2 separate regions of the Pan troglodytes genome follow, and region 2 is linked to region 1. Evidence: chromatin contacts called from public Hi-C data. All regions are on one chromosome and are shown on one strand. Each heading gives the region's core, a stretch centred on a gene start, on an enhancer-like site or on the middle of the called end of the contact. The rest is flanking DNA. Distances are from core to core; before and after follow the strand shown. Region 1 has its middle 140 kb from the start of PSAT1. Region 2 has its middle 290 kb from the start of PSAT1.

Region 1 (7,529 bases), core at 2,189-4,688:
ACAAAACAATTAGAAAACAATATAGGGTGTAGTGGACATCAGTTATTTTTGCTGCTCAATATCCATTTACCACTCTTTTGATTAAATAGAAGCCAGTGCTCAGTGGGCATATTCTGGTGCTGATGTTTCTACTTTCCAGGCTCAAGAGGTAGAAAATTGTGATCCCACCTGGCCATTGGCACCCTGATCTCCACCAACCACAGGGCCAGCTTCAGGAACAGCTGGATCCACCTGCTCCAATGAAACAGGTCTGATCTTTGTGGCCTTGGCTCCCATTTCAGGCAGCTGTTCCCACAAAGTAGCAAAGATCATCACCAACAGTTGTAAGCACATAACCTATCAGTTTAGCAACCCCAACAGATTTCTTTTTAAATACTTCTTTTCCCAAAACTCCAATAAAAGTCCTGAGCTGAGTATGAATTGACCACTTTTGGTCACGTCCCTTTCTTGGAACCAATGGCGTTGCCAGATAAAATACAGGATGCCTCTCTAAATTTGAATTTCAGATAAACAATACATTGCTTTTAGTATAAGTATTCTCCATGCAAAAGACATTAATAATAGTAATAAACATAATAGTAAAAAAAGTCATAGTTGCTTATCTGAAATTTAACTGAGTATTTTGGTTTGTTTTTGCTGTTGATGTTTTGATAATTCTGGCAACTCTTAAGAGCCAATCAACACAGCCAAGAGAGGCGGAAGAGGGTACCTTTAGGCCAGAGCTGGGATACGCACCCACCCCACAGCAGGAAAGTAGGGTCACCTCATCTAAGCCACATGGGCTGATACGGGGAAAAGGATAGGTCCCCAAAAGAAAACCAGGTACTCCTCCAAGGAGAGGGGGGATGGATGTTTAGAAGCCAAGACAACAGATGTGCACTAGAATTGAAGTGGGTCCCTCTAAGGAAGAAGAGCATATGTTTTTGGCGGAGGTGAGGGGCCTGTGGACCAGCTGAGTGGTGAAAAGAGACAGCCTGAGCCCACTCCTCCTCAACCTTCTTTGTGTTTTTACCCACACACATTTGCCAGATTGCTTGAAAAAGGCAACAGCTGTGGAAACTGACAGTTTACAGTTGTGATAAATAGCATTAGTAAAGTATTTCAATTAAAGTGATATCTAACTAAAAAACAAGAAGGCATCTCTGAACAAATAAATTAGTCCTTCAATTTGTGGAGCCTTTGTGTGGAAGATCTCAGCCCTTACCTACTCTCCTATTGTTCTGCTTTTCTCCAGGAGAGGGCCTGCCACAGGGTGTGGGGATGCTTCATTATTTCCATTGAGGAAGGGGCGAAGACTAAGGATGCATGCAAAAACACAAAATCTGTAACTAGGCATTTATTTCATTCCCTTTGGGTATTTCTTAAGCACTAAAATCCAAACTCAGTCTCAGATTTGCTGTAATTTCCCTCATTGTGTTTCAGGAGAGAAGGCATTCAAGAGTCTCCCTGTGGGGTCCGCCTGTCCGGCCCCATCAGCGGGGTGGCCAGGCCCCACAGGGCTGTGTTCTCTTTCCCAAGCCAATTCATCTACATCTGTAACATTTTTAAAGGAACTCAGGGGCATGTCTTCCCCAGCAGATGCTTTTTCCTCGGTTTAGGGTTTAGAAAGTCATTCTCCTGCACAAAATGAATGGCCCAGAGACTCACTGAGCCCCTTGTTCTCCCAGGGTCAGGGCCAGCATAACCCCCAGACCGCAGGGGCCCAGGGCCCTACAATGGGCTCCACGCCTTCACCTCCCTTCCCTTCCCACCCCTCCTGCCCACGAAATCACATCCCCCTCTCCAAATTCTCCACTTCAGCTTAATTTTCAGTAGATCCATTACCCTGTCAGTTAGTAATTCAGGACTAATTAGGTGATTGCTTTCATTTATGGTAGCAGTTGGGAGGGGGGATGAAATGGCATTGCCCCTATTCTTGTTGGAAAAATAAATTACGCCCATTGTTACTGGAGATCTTATTTTTCCCCCAATCAAGCAAATTAGCAGCTTGGTTCATTTTCCCAGCATTCACTCCTGAGCAGACGGCAGCGCCCTGGAATGTGGCTTAGAGCTGTGTGGTCAGTGCAATTGTTTGGAGCTGTTTGTGCCAACAATGAGAGGACCCGGCTGTCTCCCAAAGGACGAGTGGCACTTGTCTTCCTTAACCCAAGGAGTTGTTGCGAGCAGCAACCAGGCCGGGCTTCTCAGGAAGACGTACACCGCCATCTAGTGGACACCGGGGATAACTGCAACGTGTTCGTTCCCTGCCTTTTCTTCTGGTCAGTGAGGACAAGCAATTATGTTTCTAGTAAGTTACTAAAAATAGGGTGGATTCTTTCAATCTCCGGGAAAGAGGAAATGTTTGCCTCAATAGCTGTAATGAAAGTGCAATTCAAGGCTTGCATAACGTCTCTTTTCTGGGTAGCTCGCCTCGGTACTGATTTTCTGGTCCAAAACAGGACTGTTGGCATGGTCTGAGTGAGGTGGGGCAGTTCTCCCGCGCTCAAGTCTAAAACAGAGGACTGAGAGTGTCAGTACCTCCAGGCAAGTGGCTCCTTTATCTCAGCAGCCTCTCCATCATCATCACCCGTGTCTCACCATAGCAAGCCTATTTCTGAAGTGCGTGAAATACAGGCGTTCAAAAGCTGGCTTGCTCACACCCAGGGGCACAGCCACTTCCCAGTGGAAGTCAGAGACCCCCCAAATCCTAATACTGGGTGCTGAGGGGGTGCTCATTCTCCACCCCCTAACAACATACGCTTTCATGTCTTTTTTCTTTCCACTCATTCTACTTACAGAAACAACACATTTGTCTCTCCCTGGTTTACAACGAGAACCATGATTTGCCTGGGGTTTGTGAACAGGAAGGATAGCAGTGGGGGAACAAATACATCGCAGTATGGGTGGGTTTCGGTCAATAGTTGTCTACCACGGGCGATTTTGCCCCCCCGCCCACCCCCCCGGAGACATTTGGAAATGTCTTGGTACATTTTAGGTTGTCACAACTTGGGAGGCCACTAAATATTGTCCAATGCCCGGGAAAGTCCCCCCACCGCAAAGAATTATTCAGCCCAAAATGTCAATCCTGCTGAGGTTGAGGAAGCCTGGTTTAGGGTAACAAAGATTGCCCTGCAGTAATGGGGTTATGATAACATTGATTGTCCTCAAATGAGCCACACTGCAGAGACTAGATAATTCATCCTCTCCCGTCAGTATTTACCACCTTTTTTCTTTTAGACTCTTCCATTTTAAACATAATTTAGCTGTCTTTTTTAATTTTTTTTGTGTGTGCCGCTGGGAAGAAAAAGGATTGAAAGAGGGGAGGGGAAGGCGACAGAAAAGGAGGATTAGAAGCATGACCTGTTTCTCCTGGAAGAGCTCGGCACATTCCTGTCTCAGATGTGCTTTGTGACCGAGCAGGGTACAATTAAAAGCACAATAATTTGCTTGTTATTCAAGTCAGGCATTAGTCCGGGTAATGGCGTGCTTGGTGGAGAGATGGATTTCCTTGTTAGGAGCTAAGCACAGGATTAGCTGAATTCTCCATGGAGAAATCTTGATTTGTTCAAGGTCTTTCATGTTTTCTACAGAGAAGGGATTATGTCTTCTTAAAGAGGGGCCTTGCTTAAAAAGCTACAAAGTATAAGAAAAGGATTTAGGGCAGAGGGGCCTGTGGTTAAGTAGCTGAGGGGTATAGGGAATTTTAGAGCAAAGGATTATTTAAAGCCATAAAGTTCAAAAAATAATTGGTTTAGCACTACTGGGTCAGCGCTGGCAAGTGCGCGGTAAAGGCAGTTAAGCATGAGCTAATATTCATTTTACTTTGACTAATTATTGCATGGGTCCAGGAGAGAGACGCGAAAGAAAACATGCCCCCTCCTTGGCAATCAGAGCGTGCCTTGTTTTTAGTTTCTTTGCCTTACAGGCACACTTATATGTTGGGATGCCCAGAATCCACGCATCACAAGGCCCTTATTACATAAAACACAGGAAAATTGTTCTCTCAAAATAGAACAGCACATGCCGTGCTATCCCAGTGACCAAGAATAAACCACTATTAGTGTTAACTCTATTGATTTCATCAGCCAGAGAGGACATGAAGTAAAACAATCCTGACTGCACCCAATGCCCCTGCCTAAGTCTAGGTGAGCAGTTCTCAGCCAGGGGCAACTCTGTTCCCCAGGGGACACTTGGCAATGTCTGGGGACATTTTTAGTTGTCACTACTGGGGAGGTGCTGCTGGCATCCAGGATGCAGAGGCCAGGGATGCTGCATAACATCCTACAATGCACAGAATAGCCCTCACCACAAAGAATTGTCTGGCCCAAAATGTCAACACTACTGAAATTGAGAAATCCTGGTCTAGACAGAGGTGATGTTTTACTTTTGGTTAGTTAAAGGATTTCAGAATTCTCCCTTCCCCACATCCATAACTGATGATTATCAGATGACCATAATTATTGTTGACTGCCACACTTTTCTTCCCCTTTTCAACACTGGGCCTTGTTACAATTCTGGAAATAAAGTGCTGTCAAGGGAAACCTGCCCTCGGTATGCCAGGGCCATCCAAGATTTGTGGTTGTGCCTCCCTACTCCTTCCACAATGGACACACACCCAAGAATAAAGCTGCCTTCTCTGCAATTTCCCCAGATTCTGAATTTTGAAGACTTTTCTTCCCTTTTCTAAGATTACTGTTCCTCCCTGCATGACAAGTGTTCAGTTAAATCATTTGTCCTGCGGCTTTAAAGGAGTTAAGAGCCCACAGCTTCAAGATATCCATTTTCTCCCTGGTGACTGATGATTCTTATCCCGAGGGAGGTGAATGCCTGGGACAGGAGCTTCTACAAACCTAGTTAAAGCCAAAGGGCTGTGAATCAGGACCATTCCAAGGCATAGCCATCAACTCTCTGGGACATCCTCAAGGATGTACTTAACCTCCATCTACAAGAGAAGATGGGGGAAGACAGAGGGTTTCAGAAGGGGAGTTAGAGGGCACCTGGAGAATTAAAGGTGGACACACTAAAACTAAACCCTACCCCTGTTGCCTTGAACAGATCAACACAGAACAGCCCCGGGTCCCACCGACCAGCCCTTCTCTGCACCCTGTCTAAGCTCATCTCTCTGCCTTGCCCTCACTCCCATTCAGTACATTCTCAGTGCAGTCGTCACCATGATCCTGAAAATCTCAAGTCCTATCATGTCACTTCCAAACTCAAAACCCCTCAAATGCTCCCATCTTGCTCCAAGTAAAAGCAAAAACCCTTCTTTTCACTCTCTCCCTTCCTTCCTTCCTCAATCTTCCCACAACACACCCCTGCTTCTCCTGGCCTCATCTTCCATTCTTCACCTACCTCACAGTCTTCTCACTTATTCTGCCCTTGCCTAGAATGTTTTTCCTCTCCATATCTTCTGGGGCTGATCCCTCAAATCTGCCCAGATGTCCCCTTCTCGTTGGAGGCACCCCATCTTCCTCCTTCATGCTTTATTTTTCCACCACACTTATCATCTTGTAATATGCTGAGAGCTTTAGTTATTTTATTTCTGAGACTTTACCCCACCCCACCCCTCACTCCCAGATTGCAAGGGCAGGATCTTTGTATACTTTGTTTTCACTAGTATAGCTAGGACTAACTATAGTGCCTGACCCCAGGGAGGCACTCAAATATTTGTTGAATAACTGAGCAAATGGACCAGGCTACTTTGTGTCAGAAGCTCTATCACGAAAGTTTCCATCCGCCTCAGTTCTGCTAGTGGACTGGGGAACAGCAAGCTAACCATGAATCCGCTCTAAAGTGTGAATGACAAAAACACTCACTGTGCCTCCTGGAGGCTTTTTTTAATTGTAGCAAAATGTACAAAACATAAAATGTACATCTTAACCTTTTTTTTTTTTTTTTTTTTTTTTTTGAGACACAGTCTTGCTCTTTTGCCCAGGCTGGAGTGCAGTGGCGCGATCTCGGCTCACCGCAAGCTCCGCCTCCCGGGTTCACGCCATTCCCCTGCCTCAGCCTCCGGAGTAGCTGGGACTACAGGCACCCGCCACCACGCCTGGCTATTTTTTTTTGTTTGTTTGTATTTTTAGTAGAGACGGGTTTCACCGTGTTAGCCAGGATGATCTCAATCTCCTGACCTCGTAATCCACCCGCCTCGGCCTCCCAAAGTGCTGGGATTACAGGCGTGAGCCACCGCGCCCGGCCTTAACCATTTTTAAATGTACAGCTCAGTAGTGCTAAGTGCATTCACATTGTTGTGCAACCCATCTTCAGAACTTTTTCATCCTGCAAAACTGAACCGCCGTACCCACTGACCAATAACTCTTTATGCCCCATCCCACCTCCCCTGCCAACCGCCTACTTTCCAAAAAATTCTGCAGAAGTGCAGCTGAAGTCACATGGAAGACTTTTAGGCATGTTCTCTGCCACCTTTGTTTTCTCCCTCTTTCTTCATATAGCCTTCCCTTTTTTACCCCCTTCCTCCAATGACATGTCTGGGGTAGGGTAAACTAAGGAAGCCACTTCTCCCTAACTTCCTACGGTAACACAAATGATGCTTCCAGCATCAAGTACCCCCAAATACTTGGAGAAAGAGTTTGCCCAATTTGGAGAAAGAAGCATTATTAAATTCCTAACTGAAGAAAAATTCCATTTGAGCCATGCTAGGATTCAGGTTCAAATTTGCATAATCACAAAGCCCATGTTCATGGACACTCTAGCCTCTTGCTTTTTTATGATATAGAAATTCTGGGAAAGGAAGGTCATCGCTGTTGTTAATTAGAAAATCATGATACTTTTGGAGTCTCAATGTTATTTATGAGATGAAAATGGACAGGCACAGTGCATTTCCAACATTAGTCCTGAAAATATTTTCGATGCTACTTTACATGAAAATAACACATAGAACACATGAAAGCAGTGCAGCTGTGACTGAAATGAGGGCAAGAGGCCCCCAACCCTGCCTGCTTGCCAATTCCCTCTTGTACCTTGACTTCTGGCCCTGCAAAGAGGTCCCACAAGGGCCATCCCTAGACCTTGCAGGATTCAGCCCAGGATTGATCTGGATGACCCTGGGCTCCCTTCCAGCTCAGTAAGTTTTTGTTTGCACAACTGTCTTTTCTAGACTCTAATTTCTTAAGAGTTCTTGACAACAGAGCCAATCACAGATCTCCATTTCACCATGGGGCTAGCATTGCCAAGAGATCACCAACATTTGTTTCATGCCTGTCCTAAGAGATTAACTGATTAAATGAGCGTGATTTAGGGGGCAATACACCACACTGGTAGTCAGGAGCTCCAACATTCTGCCATTAAATATTTGAATGACTTTCGGCAAAGAGATTTCACCTCTCCAGACCTTTAATTTCTCCTCCTCAAATAAGAGAGTTGGACTACATCAATGTTTCCTAAAGTATGGTGTTTGTACCACTATGGAAATTACACAAAAGGTGGAACAAAGATAAATGCTTTAATATTTTTCTACCAAACAAAAATACATACATAAGTAGCCCATCATCAGCCCCATGATTTGTTGGATATTATTGCTACCGCAGGGC
Region 2 (7,529 bases), core at 3,039-5,538, 150 kb before region 1:
CTTCCATGTACATTGAGGATTACAATCCCTCATTCCTTTGAAGTTGTGTGACCATATGACTGGTTTTATATGACAAAATGTGAGCAGAAGTGATGTGCATCACCTCCAGGCCAAAGCATTTACGTGCCCACACTCACCCCCCAGCACATCCTTGTCTTGCTGAAGCAAATCCCAACACGCTGTGTTAAAAAGTCAGTGTCCTAAAATGGTGGTGTGATCTCTCTCCACCTGAGCCCTTGATTGACAACTGTATGGAGGAAGGCACTCCTCCAGCCCCTGGTGGACATGTGCATGAGTGATAAGGAAATGTTTTGTGTGTTAACAAATTAATATTTGGAAGTTATTTTTCACCCCAGCATCAGCTACTCAGCCCTGACAAGATCTACTAACAGCATTCAAATGGCCTCAGAAAATTCTACCTGTCTTCCTTGTCTAGCACATGCCAAATAAAGCTAGAGGTATCTTATGCAAACCAGGGAGATGAGGCTGCAAAGTTGGTGATCTATTAGTTCTGAGTTTCTTTGGAAATAGTGAGTTCCTAGAGCTCTGTGTCATGGTGATTTGGAGTCAGTTTGCCACCTGGTGCAATAAGTGATTTTTAAAGGTCTGTTCTTGGCCTTCTGGGTCCCTACTTCCTGTTGTACTGGTGTAGAAGGTGAGGATTGGTTAGGGAGTCAGGCTTATGAAACACTGAGTCCTGACTCTGCCATTTAATAGCTCCAAGACTTTGGCTTCAAGTCTCAATTCCCCCTTGAATGAAACATTTATAAGTATAGAAACTTTTCCTAATTGTTACAAGCATCAGCAATGACTTAAAATAACTGTTAGTGTACCCCTCAATCCAAAAAACAGTCCTTTGCCCCTGCTCCTCCTTTCACTGGAAATACCCCCAGCATTTCAAGTTGCCTCTTCTTAAATGTTATGTCCCTCTTACTCAGCAACATTTTCTCTTGCTGCATCAGTTGACCGTGATGCCTTCCTCTTCTTTAACTCTGTCTCTCAACTTTTGGTAGCTCCTACTCTTCGATCAAAATCCATCTCAAAAGTCACCTTCTCAGTAAAAACATCCCCAACGTGGGGCAAAGTTTGCCCTGCTCTTCCCACCCAACCCTTGCTCTGAGCACCTGTCGTGCCCTGCACAGCTTCTAGGATTGCATTTGACACAACTGCATTGCTGTTTTTCACTTACTCTCTTGACAACTCCTTACTGGCAGCACTGTAGACTTCTCATCCTTGTATTCACACCCCATCCTCTTGTTGCACTAAGTAGAATTTCTGGCACAGAACAGGACGTCAGTAATTATGAAAATCAAGGAGGGAAAAGAGGAAGAAGACAAAAAGAGGAGGAAAAGAAAAGAAGAAGGGAATTAAGGAAAAAAGAAAAAATTAGGAAACTCTGACGTCTATGAAATAGAAAATACATAGAATGATAGTCTCCCCTTCCAAGAAAAGTGTACCTTCCTTTTAAAGAATTAGTTCAAAATCTTTCTCACTGAGTCATGCAGAATTTCTTAATGATGTTTGAGTTGACAGGTAATCTATAAAAGGAAAGAGTTCATTGCAGATTGATGAAATGGAGGCAGTTTCTATTCTTCCTCTTAGCTTCCATACCCACATTTTTATAATTATTTATATTTCATTAATCTGTTAACTATAAAAAGAAACTCAAAATGCGAGAGGGAATATATTTGGTTACCCACATTACTAATGCCACAAAGAAAGAACTGGCAGAGATCTAATGGCTGAGGCCCAGCCCTAATGCAGAAAAGCCTTCACAAAAGTTGTGTCAGACCTTCTTTATTACAACCATGCTTTTTCTTTGGGAGGGAAATGTTCCCAGTAACACACTGTAATAAACCATTATTTTTTAAAAAATTAGAAAAAAATCAAACCCGATGACATGTAACATAAAATGGAAGGAGAATCCTATAAGCATTTTAGGAGGCCACAAAAGGTTGTAGCCAGTGAGGTTATCATCAATTTTTATTTGCTGCTGCCCCAAATATTCTACCAGATCAAGTCGATGGCAGGTATAAGGGGAAGGTTATTCCTCCCAGTAAAGGACATGGGAGCAGTGACAAGAAAGAGAAGGAAACTAATATTGGTTATGAAACTCAAGGAAAATCTGTGTTGAATTATTTATGTCTAAGTTTGAATGTTCCTTTGCTGTTTTTAGCTTTCAGAAAGTCTAAAAAGAAAGTCACAGAATTTCCTCTCTCCAGCCAAGAGGACAGCTTCTTTGAAAAGGTGGCCCTTGGAGATGAAGCCCTAGAAGCCTCAAGGTACAGCATTGGGCACAAGGTTAGTTAGGGTTGAAGTTTAGATGAGAAGTATTTCCAGGTGCACCAAAAAGTCAGCACTATCAAATTGCTCTGGGACAAGAGTAGCCAACAGAAAACTTTCTGTCATCCTGAGTAGTCCTTCCACGATGCTTCAGAGGCCATATGTCTCTCAATTTGTAAGATGGTCAGCAATTGTGTGCCATCGACCACGTTGTCTACATTTGAAATAATGAAAGAGACCAAAGTTCAAGATAGAGAGGTCAAACTGAACTTATTCAGCATCGAGGGAAGTTTTCTACTTCTTCATTAAGTGGATTGCACAGATTGGGTCTCAGCCTAACCAAGTGATGTTTCCCTGAACTGTGGAAGGTCATCATGTGCTGATGGCTTGGATTCAGCATTCGGTGAGATGAAAGAGAAGCCAAAGCTTTGTGACCATATGCATTGCTCTCAGGGACCTAAAAAGGAGATTTCCTGCCCCCATTTATTGGTGAACAACTGGATGGATGGTTGAACAAAAAAGAGCACTGTAGGTTTTCACCTCCACAGAAATCAGCTGCTGTAACTTTTGGAAGGCATAGGATATCATTCTAGAGGCTCTGACTGCAAGCCCCATGCCTACTGCAGTGAGACACTCGGCCACTATCAGTCAGGTATGCTGGAGAGCCAAAAGGAAAATAACTCTTATATTCTGGTACTCTCTATTAAGAGGAACAAATGTTGAAGGAAAATAAAATCAAGTGTATAGACACAAGAGGATAAGGAAAAAAAAGGATTCTTTATTTTTTGTCAATGTTAAAAATAAATAATTTGTTAACTATTTTTGTAAGGAACTGAGGAAAAGTTTGCAGTGGACAGAAATATATCATTAACTACTCATTCTTAACTGACTAAATATAATAAAATTGACTGTACTGTGAATGATGTCATCTCTCTCAAAATACACTAAGCTATGAAGTTGAAATCTGATAACCTTTGTTATCTTCTGAAGATTGATGCAAATCTAGCCTCTCTACTCTGGCCTTATAATTCAAGGAACTATACATTCTGACTTTCCTGCGACAGTTTTCATTTCTGCCTATTGTCTCAGCAAAATTATTAACAGCATCTTCTTTCATTTTCAAAAGTGACGTGGTGTGAACAACTATATGATCATACTACTTATAAATGGTTTCCATTCAATATACATCCTTTGTTATTTCTTAATTGGGAGGTGAAGGGAGTTTCTTTGCAAATAGGAAAAGTCTCAATATAACACCATGTATTATACAAAAGCACAAATAGGTTTAGCCTCACAACTGCACAGCAGAACAAAACATCACATGATGCTAAGATTAAGCTAACAAAATTATCCTCAATGCCTTTACCAGTGGAACTTCTCCCTCTAGCTCTCTTAGGTCACGTGGCATTTTTAAATTTGACATAATTGATGTGATCTTGTAATACGAACACCAGATTTACCGTAAAAAGAGAGAGAAGCTGCTGACAAAGCTCACATCTGTAGTGTACATGTGAACAGCACGTGCTGTTTTTTCCTGCACTTAAGTCGTCCTTTGAACATCTTCCATGTTTCAAGTTATGCCTTCAAAATTGCTCAAGACAGCTGGGCCTGTTGCCTGTTTCTTGTTAATTAATTCTTGTAGTTAGGCCTCTGCTGTTATTACCATTTGTTTATTGGCTGTTGTCATCATCATAGTATTTGTTTATCTCTCTAAATAAGCTAAATACTAAGATTCTGAAGTGAATACAAGACAGTAATATAAAGCTTGTGAAGGAAATGAAAAGAGAATATTGGATAATCATTGTAGGAAATTTTGTTCCTGACAAACTACTTACAGGCATAGATTCTCATGACAGAGCAAAGGGAAAGAGGACATTTCAAAAGGCATACTTCCTTGCCTGGATATTGGCAGGCCCTTGTTAGGGAGGTTACTGAAGGTAGAGTGACAGGTTGCAGAACACTAATTCCTTTCACTAATGTTCAGTAGGACACTCCCTCTTTTGTCCAGATGAGGTCTGCAGGGTTGCCCCACCTCCAGGGATCCCATGAGAAAGGAGTAGGTGGGGACATCCTTTAATCCTCCACCCAAGACAAAAGAGGTTCCACAATGCCACTCTCGAGTGACAGCATGCCGTGGAGACAGCCCAACACGTAGCAGAGCACTGGCTCCAAGAGTCTGCAGAGAGACTCATGCCAGAGTAGCTGTTCCAATTCTTTCTCCCCAGTGACCACTTCCACCAAACTATTATCACAGCATCTTGCTCTACTTTATCCACATGTGGTTTTCTCCCAAAGATTTGTCTTTCAAGTTTCCTTTGTAGGACAGGAAGTAGTAATGGCCCCAAACAATTACCCACTCAGTAAAAAATGGATTATGTTAGCAATGAAAAGCTTGGTTTTCATTCTTTTGATGCCAAAATGCCACCCTGATTCAAAGTCTAGTCTTTGCCTTAGTTAAGATAGTCTTTAATTAGGAGAAGGGAAGAATGAGAGAATCCACTAGAATAATGTGAGCCAAACCAGAAGTCAATCCAAGAATTAGATAAAAGCGAAATGTCACTATTGAACCTAAAAAGGAACTAGCCGTAAAAACCTCCTCATGATTTATCATTATTACCATTCATTTAGAAGCAGAAAGTCACTTTCTTTGTATGTGTATTGCTGAGGGAGCAGTCACCATGCATAGGCGACGCGCTAGACCCAGCAGATGTACTTTTTGGACATAAACTTCAAATGTTCAGTACTAATTACTCTTCAGTATGGTTTTAGCGTATTTTCTGAAATTGCTTTTATTCCAGAAAAGAGGACATAAGAGGACACGGAGGGTAGAGAAAAGAGTTGTCACTCATGCCAAATTCTTCATTTTTCTAATTTCCACAGGCACTTGTAACTTTTACCTTTTAAGGAATTTACAGATTTTGATTCTTTTACAGTACTGAAAATGTTCATCTACACATGCCATTTCTCTCAGAATAGCCATTTTCTCTTCTTTCTAAGAACTTTTATACATATGAACTCAATTTATCTTCATAACAACCTTAGAAGGTAGGCAGTGTTGTAACCTCACTTTACAAATGGAGAAAATAGAGCCAGAAAGGTTAAGTAACTTAGCTGAGATCACACTAGTTTGATTCCAGAGTCAAGCTCTTAACTGCCACACCAAGTTTAGTAGACAGGGATGGTAAAAGAGGTCTCTTGGATGTGCAACATACCAAAGGCAGCTCCAAATACAATTTGACTCAATTAAACAAACATTTATTGAGCACCTACTGTTACTGGTAGAGGGTGTTGACTGCAAGTTGTCTAGGTTCTTGGCATTTTGAACAAAGAATTGGACAAAATACACAGCAAAGCAAAGAAAGAATTAAGCAACAAAAGCGGAGATGTATAGAAAAAGAAAGTACACTCCACATGGTGGGAGCCCGCAAGCAGCAGCTCAAGGGCCCAGTTACAGAATTTTCTGGGGTTTAAATACCCTCTAGAGGTTTCCCATTGGTTACCTGGTGTACACCCTATGTAAATGAAGTAGTGGCCCACCATCAGTCTAATTGGTTGTAGGAGGGGACCAATCACAGGCTAAAGCAAAGTTACAAAGTTACACCCTATGCAAACATCTGATTAGTTGTGGCTGAAGTGAAGTTATGAAGTTACATTCCTATGCAAACAAAGACTTGGCCTGCAATCAGTCTGATTGGTTGTGGTGAGGGACGAATCAGAGGTACTTTCAATTTTTCATCTACCACTCAGAAAAGGGGGGAGGTTGCAAAGGGAGTAGCCTCTGGTCCTTTTGTTACTTGGGCGTAGAAAGTTGGGGTTTTCCTTTTGATTTAGTGCTAGGAAGTCACCGTGAATCAGCCTTAGGTTCCCTGCCTCTAGACCCTATTCTCCTGCCTCACTACTACATGCCAGACATTGTACTATGTGGCAAGATCAACCAGCTTAACTAGACAAGGGGCACTTTGGAGAGGAGAGAATGCATACATTTGAGAAAGGGAGATGCTCGGTGAGGCCCACCGAGCATCCTGAGGTCAGAAAAGAAAAGGTACAAATGAGAACAAAGTGACTGGCAAAACAACACTGCTAAAGACATCTTACTAACTCTTTTGTTAAAACCTGTTTTCCCATGATTAATGTCTTTGCTTTTTTGCTACAATATACTTATCATCTCAAATTTACCAGCATTGATATATAAGAGAGACACGGTTCAGAATTTTCCTCTGACTCACCATTAATTAAATGCATTGTTAAAATAAAACGTGTTCCTTGTGTTTCAATCAGATTCTCCTGCCTCCACAAACCCCCACTCAAATCACCTCTTTGTTTCTAGTGCCTCCTGGAGAAAGATTTTTCCCTCTCAGCCTTTACCGTTAAGTTTTGCAGACATTTATCAACTCTGTAGTTTCCAAGTCGGGATGTCTGTCACTTAACCTTCATCCTCCTTGAATTTTCGTCCTGATAGGTTTGGATTAAACCACAGACTGATAAATGAGCATGGCTTTGGCGACACAAAAGAGCAGTCATTAAGGAAACCTCTCTGAAGGTATGAATCAAAGCCAGAAATCTTTTGTTACCCACCCCCTCCCCCCAACACCCCAGTTCACAGATCGCCTGCAGTAATACATTTTTATTATTTTTATTTATTTCTTTTTTCCCTTCAGTTTCCAAATGGTTTTCATCATTTCCTGCTTGTTTTTCTAAAAGAATATAAGTATCTCCTGATGGCAGACAGTTCTGTGTTTATTGCACTAATGTGGCTAGCAAAAGCATTTTATCAATTTGAAATTTAATCCAGGATTAGGAGGCCGGGTGAATAAAGGGCGATGAAGGTTAAGTAACAGGCCCCCTGATGTGAATAGTATGTTTCACTCAAAAAGACTTAGGATAATTAGGAAGGTGATTGGATTTTTTTCCCTAAGGCAACAGTTTTTGTTAAACTGGAGCTTGTAATAGGCACATTCCTTCTATTTATTTAGCTTCCAGTCTTCCAGTTCTTCAAACCATCATTTACTTACACATGGTGTTTGGTTTCTTTTTGGTTCTGGAAGTTGCACACCATCCCTCTCTGAATTTTTTTCCTCTCCGTCAAACCAAAAGAAACTAAATAGCAAAAAAGAAACCAGGGCTTGCCAAAGACAACAGTTGTTTGGATGTGACAAGAGAACATTGGAAAAGATTTTCATGAGCCGTATAAGAAAATAGTGTAGCGTGTGTCACAGTCACACCTGTGCATGCCTGCTTGCTCAGTT

The links. Hi-C and Micro-C count contacts between places; a contact is called where the count stands out from the background.
Region 2: a Hi-C map of stem cell-derived neural progenitor cells shows a contact between it and region 1, with 6 times the contacts expected there. The contact joins two enhancer-like sites. A contact is called at or near these places in 2 of 7 Hi-C or Micro-C datasets (induced pluripotent stem cells and stem cell-derived neural progenitor cells) and 1 of 1 other capture datasets (stem cell-derived neural stem cells).

Annotation. Positions count from the first base shown.
Region 1 is chr11:68,915,855-68,923,383 of NHGRI_mPanTro3-v2.0_pri, reverse strand. No RefSeq gene overlaps it. Among named protein-coding and RNA genes, the nearest start is that of PSAT1, 140 kb to the right of the region's middle. Within about 2 kb of position 3,438, at least 13 of the 24 cell types and tissues checked have an H3K27ac peak or open chromatin away from gene starts, as enhancers often do. A contact at or near this core is called in stem cell-derived neural progenitor cells, where this site is marked.
Region 2 is chr11:69,067,545-69,075,073 of NHGRI_mPanTro3-v2.0_pri, reverse strand. No RefSeq gene overlaps it. Among named protein-coding and RNA genes, the nearest start is that of PSAT1, 290 kb to the right of the region's middle. Within about 2 kb of position 4,288, at least 2 of the 24 cell types and tissues checked have an H3K27ac peak or open chromatin away from gene starts, as enhancers often do. A contact at or near this core is called in stem cell-derived neural progenitor cells, where this site is marked.